2 separate regions of the Mus musculus genome follow, and region 2 is linked to region 1. A link is a contact called in public Hi-C data. All regions are on one chromosome and are shown on one strand. Each heading gives the region's core, a stretch centred on a gene start, on an enhancer-like site or on the middle of the called end of the contact. The rest is flanking DNA. Distances are from core to core; before and after follow the strand shown.

Region 1 (6,897 bases), core at 1,242-3,741:
GCACAGCACAGCACAGCACATCACAGCACAGCACAGCACAGCAGAGAGTACATTTTTAGTTTTATTTATTGTATTGGTGTTCATAAAGGAAATGACGTAATTAAGGTTTGGAAAGTTCTCCCTTAACCATTTCAGGGGTAAAATTGCTCATTTACATAACCTCTCCCTGCCGGGAAGCCACATACATAACCAGTGCTTAATGAAAGAAGTGTGAGTGTTGAATCAGCAAGGAGGGCCGACTGTGGAAGCCGTAAGTCACTCCCTGGTCGTCATCCCACAGGGGTGATTGCTTCCATGCATTTAGGTCAGGGGCTAGCATAGTACACTTTTCCTGTACAGAGAAGAGAGAGACTGAGATTTTAGGCCTTACCTGCTGTCTAGACTATACTTCAACCGCTTGACTCCTGAGGCCAGAAGGAGCTGTCGCTTCATTATAAACAACAGGGCATGGTGGTGTGCCAGGACACTGGTGCTCACCAGACCAAATGGCAGCCAGTGTGGCCCATGTCTACGTTTTGTCACTCCCCTGGTTTAGATAATAGACACAAGAGGTTTTCTGGCATGACATTTGGCTCCATTTTACAAAACAGTTTCTTAGGATTTAATGTTTGTTGATGTGTTTGTGCATGTGTCTGTATAAATGTATAACTACGTGTGTGCCCATCTAGGTCGGGAAAGAGTGTCAGATGCCCTGGAGCTTGAGTAATGGATGTGAACCACCGACCTTTGATGCTGGGCATCAAATCTGGATCCTTTGGCTCTTTAAGTTTAGAAGAATGGGGGCTCTTAACCTCTGAGTCATCTCTTCAGCCATTTTAAAAAAGGTTTTTGTTCTTTCATTTTTCAAAGCGCTCAACATCTTTCTGAGCCAGCATTATAAAGACTGAGTTTGTGGAACACTTTGGAGTTTAATGTCCTTTATGGCTGGAATGTAAAATGTCCCTTGCAGGCTCATGTGTTGAACACATGTTCCCCAATTAGTGGTGCTGTTTAGGGCAGGTGTGGGCCTTTGGGGTAGGCGTGGCTGGTCAGAGTGAGTCACTGGGGACAGCCTTTGAGAGTCATAGCACAGCCCACTCCTGCTCTAAACTCTGTTCCCTGTCTGCTGCCTCAGTGTGACCCAGAGTGTCACACAGTCTCAGGCAGGCATAGCGGTACACACCTATAATCCTGTCACTCCAGAGGCTGAATGAAGTAGGAGGATCTCAAAATTCAGACCTGTCACTGCCAGACTGCATGCTGAGATCCTATTTTAATAATAATAACAACAACAACAACAACAACAACAACAACAACAACAGAAAGAGCCAAACACCCTGTAGCATTTGAGAATAGCTGCCTGGATGTAAGTCATCTGTCTTATACTTGGCTTGTCTACGTTAATCAAAACATCTACACTTCTAGTTTCTCAGCTGTAGCATGGGAATGTCTACGTCACAACCATGAATTTAATGATTTTTGCTGGATGTGCTCAGGACAGTTCTGAGGGGCATTGCTGCCTGCACTATACTCTAGTGTCAGTTTCATGCCGTGGTATCTCAGAGCTTACCAAATCATCTCCATTCAACGGAACTAAGGTCACGACAAAATGCCTTTCTTTTCCGCATTGACCAGATAATGGCATATGACTCTCTAAAGTGATGGTACTGACAGCTCGGTTCATTTTGGTGACCATGAAATAGAATGTTGAGAATTTAGTTGGCATTCCTCTTACTGAATATCTTTTTATTATTATTATTGGTTATTTTATTTATTTTCATTTCAAATGCTGTCTCCCTTCCTGGTTTCCACTCTGCAAACCACCTATCCCATCTCCCTCTCCTTTGCCTCTATGAGGGTGCTCCTCCACTCACCTACCCACTCCGACCTCACTGCCCTAACATGCTCCTATGCTGGGACATCAAGCCTCCACAGGACCAAGGGCCTCCTTTTCTACTGATGCCAGATAAGACCATCCTCTGCTACATATGCAGCTGAAGCCATGGGTCCCTCCATGTGTACTCTTTGACCCTGAATATCTATTTTAAAAAGACTTGTTTATTTACCGGATGTGTTTTGCCAGTCTTGTGTATGTACATACCACATGCATGCAGTACCCATATACACCAGAAGGGGGTGTGAGATCTCCCGGAACTGGAGTCACAGATGGGTGTGAGCCGCCTTGTGGGTGCTGGGAATTGATCTGGATCTGCTAGAGGAGCATCCTTGATCTCAGCTATCTCTTGTAGCCCCCTCTTGTAGCCAGTTAAACTTGGGTTGTCTCTGGAAGCATCCCATCTCCTCCCCACGCTGGCTAGAGACCTACTGGAGCTAGTAAATTAAGACTTCTACTTTTGACGTTTGGGCCGGGAGAGAGCGAAAACCGATCTAATAATAATTAGTTATGGTTTAACATGCGAGATCGGAATGTTCTCGTTTTTCACTCTGGGGCCTGGTGAGAAGGAGTTGAGGGAGAGAGGCAAGATTGATGGCAAACAGAGACTTTCACTGTTCCCATGCCAAGAGAAGCAAATGATCCTCAGGCGCCTCCTTATATCATGTTAAGAGCCCGTGACAGCCCTAAAAGAAATGGAGAAAACCGGCAAAGGTGGGGGATAAAAGAGATTCCCTTTATTGTTCTCTGAGGCCAGGCACCTTGGCACACGCATCACTGCTTGCTCACTTTGTAAAGACCGCAGTTTCCACCCCCCTCAACCCTGACAGCCTACCCTACCCCTCCAGGCCCCCGCTCCCGCCCCCCACCCCTGACAGCCTACCTCTCCAGGCTCCAAGAAGGAGGGTCTGGGCTCAGATAACCGGCTCTGTTAAAGAACAGCTTGTTTTTGTAACTCTGGCAATACAGTTCCTTTCCACTTAATGAAGTGGGGTGATGTTGTGGATAAGACATGACCCGACACAAACTCTAAATACCGAGTCCAAATGTTATGGGATCAACCCTTCCCAGAAATGTCCAATGTTCAATGTAAAAATCTGTGTCCCTGGGGCTAGCCGCTATGGGAGAATTTCATCAACATTTCCAAGGGAAAATACTGGGGAAGGGGAGCCTGTGTGTGTGGATGTGTGTACCTGCCACATAGCTGTTACAGGACACAATGTAGGGAGATCTGCTCATTTCCTTCTGGTGAGAAATTTGGAGGGAGAAATCTGAGCTGGTCAAGAAGAGAAGTATAAAACAACTCACGAGTGTCACTCTGTTCAAGAAGGTACTGGAGTAGAGCAACAGATGGTGTCTTTCAAAGAGTGGCCCCGCGGTTTTAATTTACCTTATAATATTGGCTGCAGAGATGAGTCTGAGCACTGATCCAAGAACACACGGAGGGCAGGCCACTGAGGGCCAGATGATCTGGGCCTCCTCAAATCCAAGTCTGATGCCCAGTGGTGCCCTGGGGAAGACTCAACAGTTATGGCCCAGATGGGGACATGTGACAGGTGCCAGCAGGCACAAGGAGCCAACTGTCTGGCTCTACTCATCATGGAGGAGATTATGTGAATCCATGGATGAGAATTTGGGCAGAGTGCTATCTGTAAAGAACAGGGATGTGGTAGCCCAGGGTAAATGGGGCTTCACAGGGTGTGAAGGAACAGTACAGATGAAAGATCTTACAAGACCTTCAGCTTCTCCTCCCTTAGCAGTCAGATCCCTATTTAATTTACCATTGTGCCCCCTCAAAATTTCTGCCTGCTCTTCCCAGTCCCTCATCAGCCCACACAGATGATTGAAACTGGGGACCAGACCAAGGACGGAAAGCTTCATCAGGCCCTTTAGCGCACCCTGCCTTCTTCAAGGAGTTGATGTAGATTTGAGGGTCGTTTTGCATGAAATCCAAGTTTTCTGATGATAGCATTGAAAACAGAGGGAGAAGAGATTAGATCATGACATCCAAAAGGAGTAATATTTCCCTACTGGCCGATGTTGGCAGGTAACCGCCAAGGGCAGGTGAAGGGCTGCTGCTGAGGGAGGACTCCGAAATTGCAGAGTGGGTGTCCCTTGAGAGGGTCTTGGATTGGGGGAGTGTATGTTCATAGGAATTGGCAGAAGCGTATACTTTGAAACTGAGTCAGGCATGAGCATCATTTAGGAGCCTAGCTCCACCCCTAGAATGTCTGACTTAGAAGAGCTAATTGCCTTCTAGCAAACTCCTAGGTGCTAGGGCTGGTCTAGGCTGCACTTTTGATAAAGAAATTTGCATGGAACCTACTGATTTATAGCCACATCTGCACCTGTGCTCTGGAAGGAACTGTAACAGGCTGCAGTAAAGCCAGTGCCCACCGACTGGGCTCTTCTCCGGTTCGCTGCTGGAGGGTTCAGGATGATCCTAGATGCACAGATGCAGTTGCTACAGTGAGGATCCAAAGGCTCTGACCCCGGCCTTGCCACTGCTAAAGTGAACTTGGGAGTGTGGGAAATGATTGGAAGAAGCCTGGTGGCCTTAGTATACACATGTGGGAGAAATGAGATAAGAGGGGGAAGAGAGGAGGGGAGAGTGTCTAGGAGAAGTTAGAAGGCTTTAGTATAAAGGGGGGGAGGGAAGGTAAGGGAGGAAAGAGGACTGAGAGAGGAAGAGGGAAAGGAGGAGCAAAAGGAGAGGAGGGGAGGGGAGGGGAGGGGACAGAGAAAAGAGGGCCTAGGAAAAGTCTGATGGCTTCAGTATACAGATGGGTGAGGACGGGTGAGAGAGGAGAAAGGAAAGAGGAGAGAGAGAGAGAGAGAGAGAGAGAGAGAGAGAGAGAGAGAGAGAGAGAGAGAGAGAGGAGATAGAGACAGACAGACAGACACACACACACACACACAGACACACACACACACACACACACACACACACACACACACAGAGAGTTCAATTTCATCTCCAGCTGTGACACTAGACACTAGACTAGAAAGTCCACACATTTCTTAACCCCTTTGAACTTCAATTTCCTCCTTTGTGAAACTGAGGCCAGAGGGTCCATCTTTTTGTCTGCCAAATGAAGTCCATCCTGGCTTGTTTTAGCAGAGAAGAGATTTATGGCAAGGATATTGGGAAAAATGAACTGTTTCACCAACAAATCAGCGGACTGAAAAAAAATGAGAGGGTTTGTACGGTTGTTGAATAAAAGAACTGTAAGAGACCTAACACCAGGGCAGCCAGTGGGTTTCGCATGGACCATGATTTTAGAGGAAAACAATGGAGGCTGTAAGCACTGCTGAGTGCTACTCATTGTAGAATGACCAGGGATGCTGTGTGGGGTAGCTGACATGGGGGCCATGTCCTTGTATTGTATGCTAACATTCTAAGGTGAAATAACACAATATCTGTGATTTGTACTGAAAAAGAAAAGCTCCAGAGAAAGAAACAAGTGGGAGAGGAGAGAGAGAGGAGGGAGCAGAGAACCATCAAAGGCAGCCATGACAGAATGCCGCTTGCTGGTACATCCTGGTTGAGAAGCCATGGGAATTTGTTTTCTGTTTGAGTGCACATGCATGCTGGAATTGGGTTGGAATTCTTCATGGCAAAATGTTCCAGTGAAGCAGAAAGCACCCTTTCTAAAGAGCCTGGAGAGAAAGGCTCAGATACCCGTCACAGAGGAAGCCAGACCTGTCCTTGCCACCAAGCTAGCAAAGGTAGCTGGGAAGGGACTCTACATTTCCAGATTCTAAGGTAGGCGTGTTTCTGCCATCAAGTATCTTCAAGAAGTAGGAGTTTCCCAGGTGACGGGAAGGAATCACAACCATCCCTAGAGGCCATAGTGATTCCTAACCCATATAAGTGCATCTCTTTTTCCTGTCCCTAAGATGAATACACCCCACATCCCCATCGTGTGTCTGAGTGTTTTACTCAACCCTCTTGAATATCAATAATTTGCCAGTCTCTTGTGGAGGACTTTGAGCCAGCCTGCTCTGACAGAAGCAGACTTTGTGTGTAGAAGAGGAACCCAGTAGGTAATACTATGTTGTGTATCTGTATCCCGTCTCTTATTCTATTTCTTCCCCAAGCCCACAGGAGCCCTCACCACCAGTCCTATTTATTCTATGTAAACAGTTGTGTTATGGTTTATATATGCTCAGCCCAGGGAGTGGTACTATTAGAAGGTGTGGCCCTTTTGGAGTAGGTGCGGCCGTCACTGTGGGTCTGGGCTTTAAGACCCTTACCCTAGCTGCCTAGAAGTCAATATTCTGCTAGCAGCCTTCAGATGAAGATGCAAAACTCTTAGCTCCTCCTGCACCATGCCTGCCTGGATGCTGCCATGTTCCCACCTTGATGATACTGGAATGAACCTCTGAACCTGTAAGCCAGCTCCAATTAAATGTTGTCCTTATAAGAGTTGTCTTGGTCATGGTGTCTGCTCACAGCAATCAAACCCTTACCAAGACAAGTGGTTGAACATCCAGTGTTGCCTTTCATGGCGTCCTCTGTCAGGTCCCTTGGTTCTTTTGCTGTATGGGCTTCAGCTGCCTAGTTGTTCTAGACTGACAGTCTTGCTGGTTCTTCAGCCACAACCCTGTGCACATGTGCAGTAGTTTACCTGTTCTCACTGCTTTGAGTCTCCTCTGAGACTTCTGCTGGTGTAACATGACATACTGCTACTTGAACCAACATGTATTTTCATGAGCAGAGGGGGTATACTATAAAGCAACCGTAAAACACACAGGGCAGTAACAGTTGCTTGCTATCATCATTTGGGTTCTGGGCGGTGCTCAATGGTAGATCCTTTCCTTTTCTTCAACTGCAAGTCTGGTAGGCTTTCTTATGCCTGTGTCACTGAGGACCTGCGAGAATGCATTGTGCTCGAATCAAATAGGGTAGATGCCACTAGATAATGAGAACTTTATGCTTCATAATATTCCTAATGATGTGATTGCTGCTTAAAGATATCTAGGTGCAGTGCATGACTGCAGCCTCACCTAGTTGTGTCCCT
Region 2 (6,811 bases), core at 4,183-6,682, 310 kb after region 1:
TGGTGTGTGTGTGTATATATGTATGGTTGCTGACTGTTATCCTCACTTTGGCCTGTGATATCTAGCCATTGGTGAATGACTCCCTTCAATATTATTCTTACCACTTAGGAACTGTGGTATCTTTGTTAGAATCTGATGCCTTCTTGAGATCAAGACTTCTTACCATTGACTCCACCTTTCAAATGTGTTTAGAATAATCATGATGTTCACAGTCATCTTTGGAAATGACCTCACAAGTTTCCATCTGCATTCCCTGGTCTTCCAGGACAATTATTTCTTTGACCCACGAGGGATTTCAAACTTCTCATAACTTCTAAACACAGCACCTGTTCTCAACTTGTTAGCTTTCAAGTGTCCAAAGAGAGAACACTGAATGCAGCTGTGGAGGAAGAACTTTAACCAGCCTCCTCTGGCACTGCCTCTCAGCTCTCCTGCTCCACACGAAGTGTTGTGGCACCATGGCAGGAGGATGTACCAAGCAAATGTATGCTTTATAATATCTGCAGGGACATCCTTTCCATGCTCTGAGCTGCTGTGTGCTAGTTACACTGTTGGGTCAGTAGGCAGAGTCATGTGACTCCTGCCTTGCTCCAGAGAGTATATAGCAGCAGACCGGGTTCCTCCCTGGCCTGCCAGCTGAGGCAGGGCTGAAGTTCCTAGCGCTGTCACAGATCATAGCCTGCTTCCTTCATACACAGTCTCTGAACTCTCACTAAGCACCTGAACTTCACCTCTCTGCCATCTATCTGCCTTCCCCTTTGTGGTATCAATTCTGACTTTGAGGGAGCTCCTCCCATGATTCTTTGCTGACCCAGCATCTAGCCCTGTCCCAGCTGGTGCAGGTGTGCCAAGGAATGACGGGAAGAGTGACCAACATATTCATGTATTTCTTCTGCTGCCTAACAAACAGTGGAGTTCACATCAAGAAACGCATCCAAACATCTATGATAATAAGTGCACATGGGATCTCAGATCTGAGACAGGAACTGCTATAAAGATGCAGGTATATTTTTCTCATTTTGTACATTTCTTGTAGATGTTTCTGGTTACAGATGGGGAGATTGGAGACAGTGAGACTCTGGAGCTTGCCAAGGTCAGAGAGCCTGGACTTGGATCCAGAGCCACTTCCCTTTGCCACATTTTGGTAGTCTTTCCAGGAGAGTGAATTAAAACTGAATAAATAAAAGTACAAAAAGGAAGATGGTCACAAAGTCAGTGCCAACGTTGTTTTTACACAACAGATTGAGGCCAGTTCTAACTGGGTTTGTAGAGACTGCTATGTACACACCCTCAGTAGCCTCTAAGAATAAAAACCCAGGACCAGAGAGGTTGTCTTCGTAGAAGAGACAACACAATCAGCCATCATATGTTCAGCAGACCACATTCTAGATCATTCTAGAGCTAAATGATGAATGAATGAATGAGCTAAAGCCTTCTGTGGGCCACCGTGATCAAGGGATGGCTTCATCTGGAGAACTGTCTGCCTTAGAAAGTAATGTCCATAAATAGAGAAATACTGTGGGTTGTGTTAGGATTGACAAGGAGAGCTAACAGCTCCAAAAACTGTGGCTCTTGCCCTTTGCCACCCATTCCAGCTGGTCTCCTGTACAATGAAACGATGAATTTATTATTTGATGCCAAGCACTTTGTGTCAGTAGCACCAGAAGCACAAAGCACTCCATAACTTTATCTGCAACCGAAGTTCTATCACCTGCACATATGACAACCTCTGCTTGATTCTTTGAGGGCTAACGTCGTGCTTTAAGTTTTAATTGCTGTGCTTAAGAGACCTAGAAAACAAAATGCCTCTAACATGTAAAACCTACCTGTAAGCCCCAATTGCCCAAGGAATTCCTGGAATAATGTGGACTGTTCATGCAAGAGAATAAATCGTATTTTTTCACTTCAGTAAGCAAGGTTGGTTGCACTGAATAACACAGAGACCCACAGAAAAACAGTTGGTGGAGCCCAGGGAGTCTCGCGGAAGGGCTGGGGAAAGGATTGAGGAACCTGGAGAGGATGGGAACGCCACAGGAAGACCAACAGAGTCAACTAACCTGAACCCTTGGGGGCTCCTAGAGACTGAACCACCAACCAAAGAGCATACAAGGGCTGGATCTAGAACTCTCACACAAACTCCTGCAGGTCCCCCAACAACTGGAGTGGGGCTTACTCTGACACTGTTGCCTGCCTGTAGATCTTGCTCTCCTAACTGGGCTGGCTTGTCTGGGCTCAGTGGGAAAGGATGTATCTTGTCTTGCAGTGACTTGATGTCCCAGGGTGGGTTGGTTCCTGAGAGGGACCTCCCCCTTCTCAGAGGTGAAGGGGAGGAGGAATAGGGAAAGAGGCTGTGTGAGTAGTGGGGACTGAGAGCAGTCAAGCCCCACCATGAGCTATTATTTTCATTCATCATCTTTATCATGCTATTCAAATCAAAAGGGTTCTATTAACCTTGCATGGATGGCCATTCCTCCCTCCCTGACAGTTCTCCACCTGAAATTCACTCAACCATATCATAAAAACACCCCCAAATAATTCCTGTGCACTGGGCATGTGCAGAGCCTCTGCCCTGTTATTCCCTAAGCAATGCAGTGCAGTTACTTACATAGCACTTGATCTTTGACAGCATGCAGAGGATGAGAGCGGTTATATACAAATACTGCCCTACTTATGTGAAAGACTTGAGCGTGTACAGACACTGATACCCTTGGCAGCCTTGGAGCCTTCCCCATGGATGCCAAGAAACCACTCTGCTTCTTGATGGCAGAAGCTCACACCAGGAGCATCAACTCCAGGGCTGTCACTTCAAGCTCACTTTCCCTATAACTGTGAAACGAATGGCGGTTTCCCCAGGTGTTGTTCACTCAAATGTATTTACTGAAAACTTAGGGTATGCCAGATACTCTAAGGTACTCCCAGTAAATAGAAAGAAATGATTGATAGATAAATAAAGCAGAGAAGGAGGGACCTGCCCACCATTAATGCCTGCTTAGATATACAGACTCCATTGGAACAATGAGGCTAACACCGCCTCCCCTCCTCACTCCTTCCCGGTTGATCCTCCCACTCCAGCATGGTACTGCCTACCTGAAGAGTCTCTGGCTTCAGCCCTTCTCTTGTTTGGCTTTCACCCAGTAAGTCTGACAAAGGAGCAGTCATTAGAACACATCTTCTTTGTATTCCTACAGTCAGGGGTTACAAAAGATGATCCAGGGAACCCTCCACATGCCTGGAGAAAGTAGCTTTACCTTTCTGTTCCAGTCAAGGATACATTTCACTTTATAGAACAGGGCCATCTCTCAACTCCAAGTGCAGGGCAGAAGAGAATGCGTTTGTACATGTGTTGCCAGCCTTGGCCATGGTCAAAAAGCACTTCTGTACTCTGGCTTTGTGGACAGGCTAGCTCTGCCTCCATCTTTGTCTCAAATGCAATAGCCATCCGTTTTCATCTATAATATCTGCTCTCTGTTGTTTTGAACACTTCGAGCATGACCTACTTCTACAATGTGACTTTTGGGGACTATACCTCCAGTCTCAGAAATGGGCCAAATGTCACTAACCTGGGCATCAAGGCACATAATCCACAGAGCCACAGAATGGGTGGAAGAAGGTGCCCGACTCACTTTTGCCAGCCAGAGACATCCCAGGAGTGAGTGAGTCCAGAAGGAAGTATCTTGCTCTTTGTCATTCTGGATGAGCTAGAGATAATGACCCTGGATTGATTATCCCTTGTTGGGGTGGGTATGAGACGCTACCTAAAAGAATAAGCAAACACTAGAGCATAGACATCTGAGCCATAGGAAAAGCGAACCTTAATGATTACACTGGAGTTCCTGAACACAGCTGGGGTTTCAGAGACAATGGATATATTCCCTTCATCCAAGGAGTTTAGGGCCTGTGGGTACCAGAGATGCTTCCTTCCATACTACAGTGGGGCAGAATTGGTCCTTCACACAGGGAAGCAGCACCTGGCAGAGGCAGAAACCCACTTAGGGAAAAAGAAGAAGGAGACCTGGGATGGTGAGGTTGTACAGGCAGGATGGCTGAGATGGCACAATTCAGGAAATGCCAGCTTCCTGGTGGTTTGAGTAGGAATGGCCCCCACAGACTTGTGTGTTTGCATGTTTGACCCATAGGGAGGGGCACTATTCAGAGGTGTGGCCTTGGAGGAAGTGTGTCACGGCAGGGGCTGGCTTTGAAGTCTCAGATGTTCAAGCTAGGTCGGGCGTGGGTCATTTGCTTTTCCTGCTGTCTGTGGATCCAGATAGAGAACTCTCGGCTCCTTCTCCAGCACCATTTCTGTCTGTCTGCCTTCCACCATGTTTCTTACACCATGACAAGGATGGACTGAACCTCTGAACTGTAAGCCAGCCCCAATTGAATGTTCTCTATAACAGTTGCTGTGGTCATGGTGTCTCTTCACAGCAATAAAGCCCTAAGGATAACACCAGGGAACAAGGGTATACAGGAAGCCAGTGGTATACTTACCAGAGGGCTGTTACTGAACACAATTCAAGAAATAGGGGGGACCCAAGGCAGGAGGCAGAGTGGGACAGACCAATAGCCGTCTTAATGGGCACCTTCAGCCAAACCAGCAGCAGGCAGTGTTCACCCTGCAAGCCCTCTGTCCCCACCCCTCTGCTTTGAACGATACCCAGAACTTTGGGATCCTGGAGTCCAGAGCAGCAGGAGATCGCTTATTCGCGTGTTCATAGCAAAATGAGCGAAAACATGGTTCATGCAGAGTCAGTATATGGGTTTTTTTGTTATTGATGTTGCTTTTTGTTTGGTTGGTTTTGTTTGTCTGTTTGTTGTTGATGGAATTAGTTACAGCCAGTCTCTCTTATCCCCATATTCCTAGTAATTCCAGGACTTGGATGGCGGGGTAGGGAGCCACAAAATTCCTCGTCATAAATCCTAGGGCCCATCCCCAACAGCCGAGGCTCAGATGCGAATCGTTTTTCATTTGGTCTCAAGTCATTTTTTGAAAGGCCTGTTTTTCATTAGGAAGGTAACTTGAGAGTCCCTGGGGGAAGGAAGGGGGTGTGCGCCAGGCAGAAGAGAGCTGATTTTCCCTTCTGACTCAGGCTTGCTCTTTCCCTGGCTCTCCTTGGTCTAAGTGCGGCCAAGCCTTTTGCAATTTATGGAGACAAAAGAAAGAGAGGGAGGGGGAGAAAGGGAGGGAAGGGAGAAATCACACATAAATCTTAGATTCCACAGCAATTTTATCGGTGTGTGTGTGTGTGTGTGTGTGTGTGTGTGTGTGTGTGTGTGTGTGTGTTTGCTTGCATATTTTCATAAAACAGGCACAGTCAAAAGGCACTGGCTTTTTTTTTTTTTTTTTTTTTGGCCACACGGGTGTCTGTCATGGGTTGAATACGTCCCAGGTGTGGCTCCTTCAGCATTCCGTGTACACATGGTTCTCATTACTGCATCCCCAAGGGCTTGGAAGCACGCGCTTCTACCTCCCCCACACAGCCACAACTGAGAACAGGCAGATGCCAACTGGAAGGGCAGTGTTAGAAAACCAGTACTGGAGATGAAGCCTGCACAGGCCTGTAAACTGCAAGCCATCTCCTACCCCACCGGGTCTCACAGGCCTTCTCTAAATGCCCATCCCTGAATCTACTGGTGACTGGACACAGAGATCCTAGGGCACAAGAGAACCAAGGCCTAAGGAGGCCACATCATATCTTCTGGTGACCACTTCATTGTCTGTCTGTGGGTCTGTGAATAAACTCATACTACTGTGATGAGAATATTTGGATTTTTAAAATGCTTTCATTTGACAATCTCTTCTCTAAAGGGCTATTTATAGTAAGCAGAGAGTTGAGGTTAGATCAAGAGCTCGGTGCTTACGAATGCTTTCTGCTCTTCCAGGGGACTTGGGTTTGGTTGCCAGCACCCAAGTCTCACAACTTCTGCTCCAGGGGACCCAGCACCATCTTCTAACATCCAGGTACTTGTGTACCTGCACAAACCCACGCACAAATGCACATGTGCACACATAACTAGGAGTAAAATTACATCTTAGTGATTCTCTTTCCTACTGTGATAATAAGGGGAAGAGAAGCAGCTCGGAGATTGTGCAAGCAGGCGGCCACGAGCCTTAATAAAGGATGCTTTGAGACTTGGGAAAGGTTCTTCTCCTCCTGCTACTTTGGCTTCCTCCTCTGGAAAACTGAGGGTTAAACCACATGATCCCTTGGCAGCCTCCACCATTGGAATACTGAGCTTCTCCTTATTGAATATAGGTCCTTAAAAAAAGAAAAGTAAAACTATAAAGATAAATGCAGGATTGACTATATAACCCTTATCCAAAAAGGTACAGGAACAGAAAGTGGGCATTGCAGTTGAACACACCTAACCCAAAGTATCAAAAGTGCAAAATGTCCCAACCTATACCGATCTTGGAAGGCTGTGTGGGTCCTCAGGACGTTTTAGGGGACTGGAGTATATTGATTTCAGATCTTCATATCAGGGCTGTTCAGCTTTAGCATTCCAGTTACAACAAAGAGAAACTACAATCTTCCATGGTCATTAAGAAAGGTAAGTCGCCATTAGAGTGGGAGTGTGGAAATGCTTTAGGCAGGTGCAGCTCACCGAAGACAGACTGGAGTTCGTTACCTTTTTGGCCCTTCCTTCTCAAAGACTCAGTCATGAAAAAGCAATCTTACAAAACACAAGCTTGTTGGACTTTGAGACCAGGCCTAGAAACAGCAGCAGACGCAAGACTGAGGAGGAATGATCTTTGCATTTGTGATCAAAGGTCTGACCCAGATGTCCCCTGCCCCTGTCAATCATATAACGA

Evidence for each region. Hi-C and Micro-C count contacts between places; a contact is called where the count stands out from the background.
Region 2: a contact with region 1 is called in a Hi-C map of uterus, with 2.8 times the contacts expected there. The contact joins two enhancer-like sites. A contact is called at or near these places in 1 of 484 Hi-C or Micro-C datasets (uterus) and 1 of 9 other capture datasets (embryonic stem cells).

Annotation. Positions count from the first base shown.
Region 1 is chr13:60,097,545-60,104,441 of GRCm38.p6, forward strand. The region is part of intron 1 of A530065N20Rik (RIKEN cDNA A530046M15 gene); the gene reads left to right. Among named protein-coding and RNA genes, the nearest start is that of Gm46420, 25 kb to the right of the region's middle. Within about 2 kb of position 2,492, at least 17 of the 459 cell types and tissues checked have an H3K27ac peak or open chromatin away from gene starts, as enhancers often do. A contact at or near this core is called in uterus, where this site is marked.
Region 2 is chr13:60,404,834-60,411,644 of GRCm38.p6, forward strand. No RefSeq gene overlaps it. Among named protein-coding and RNA genes, the nearest start is that of Gm35333, 27 kb to the right of the region's middle. Within about 2 kb of position 5,433, at least 98 of the 459 cell types and tissues checked have an H3K27ac peak or open chromatin away from gene starts, as enhancers often do. A contact at or near this core is called in uterus, where this site is marked.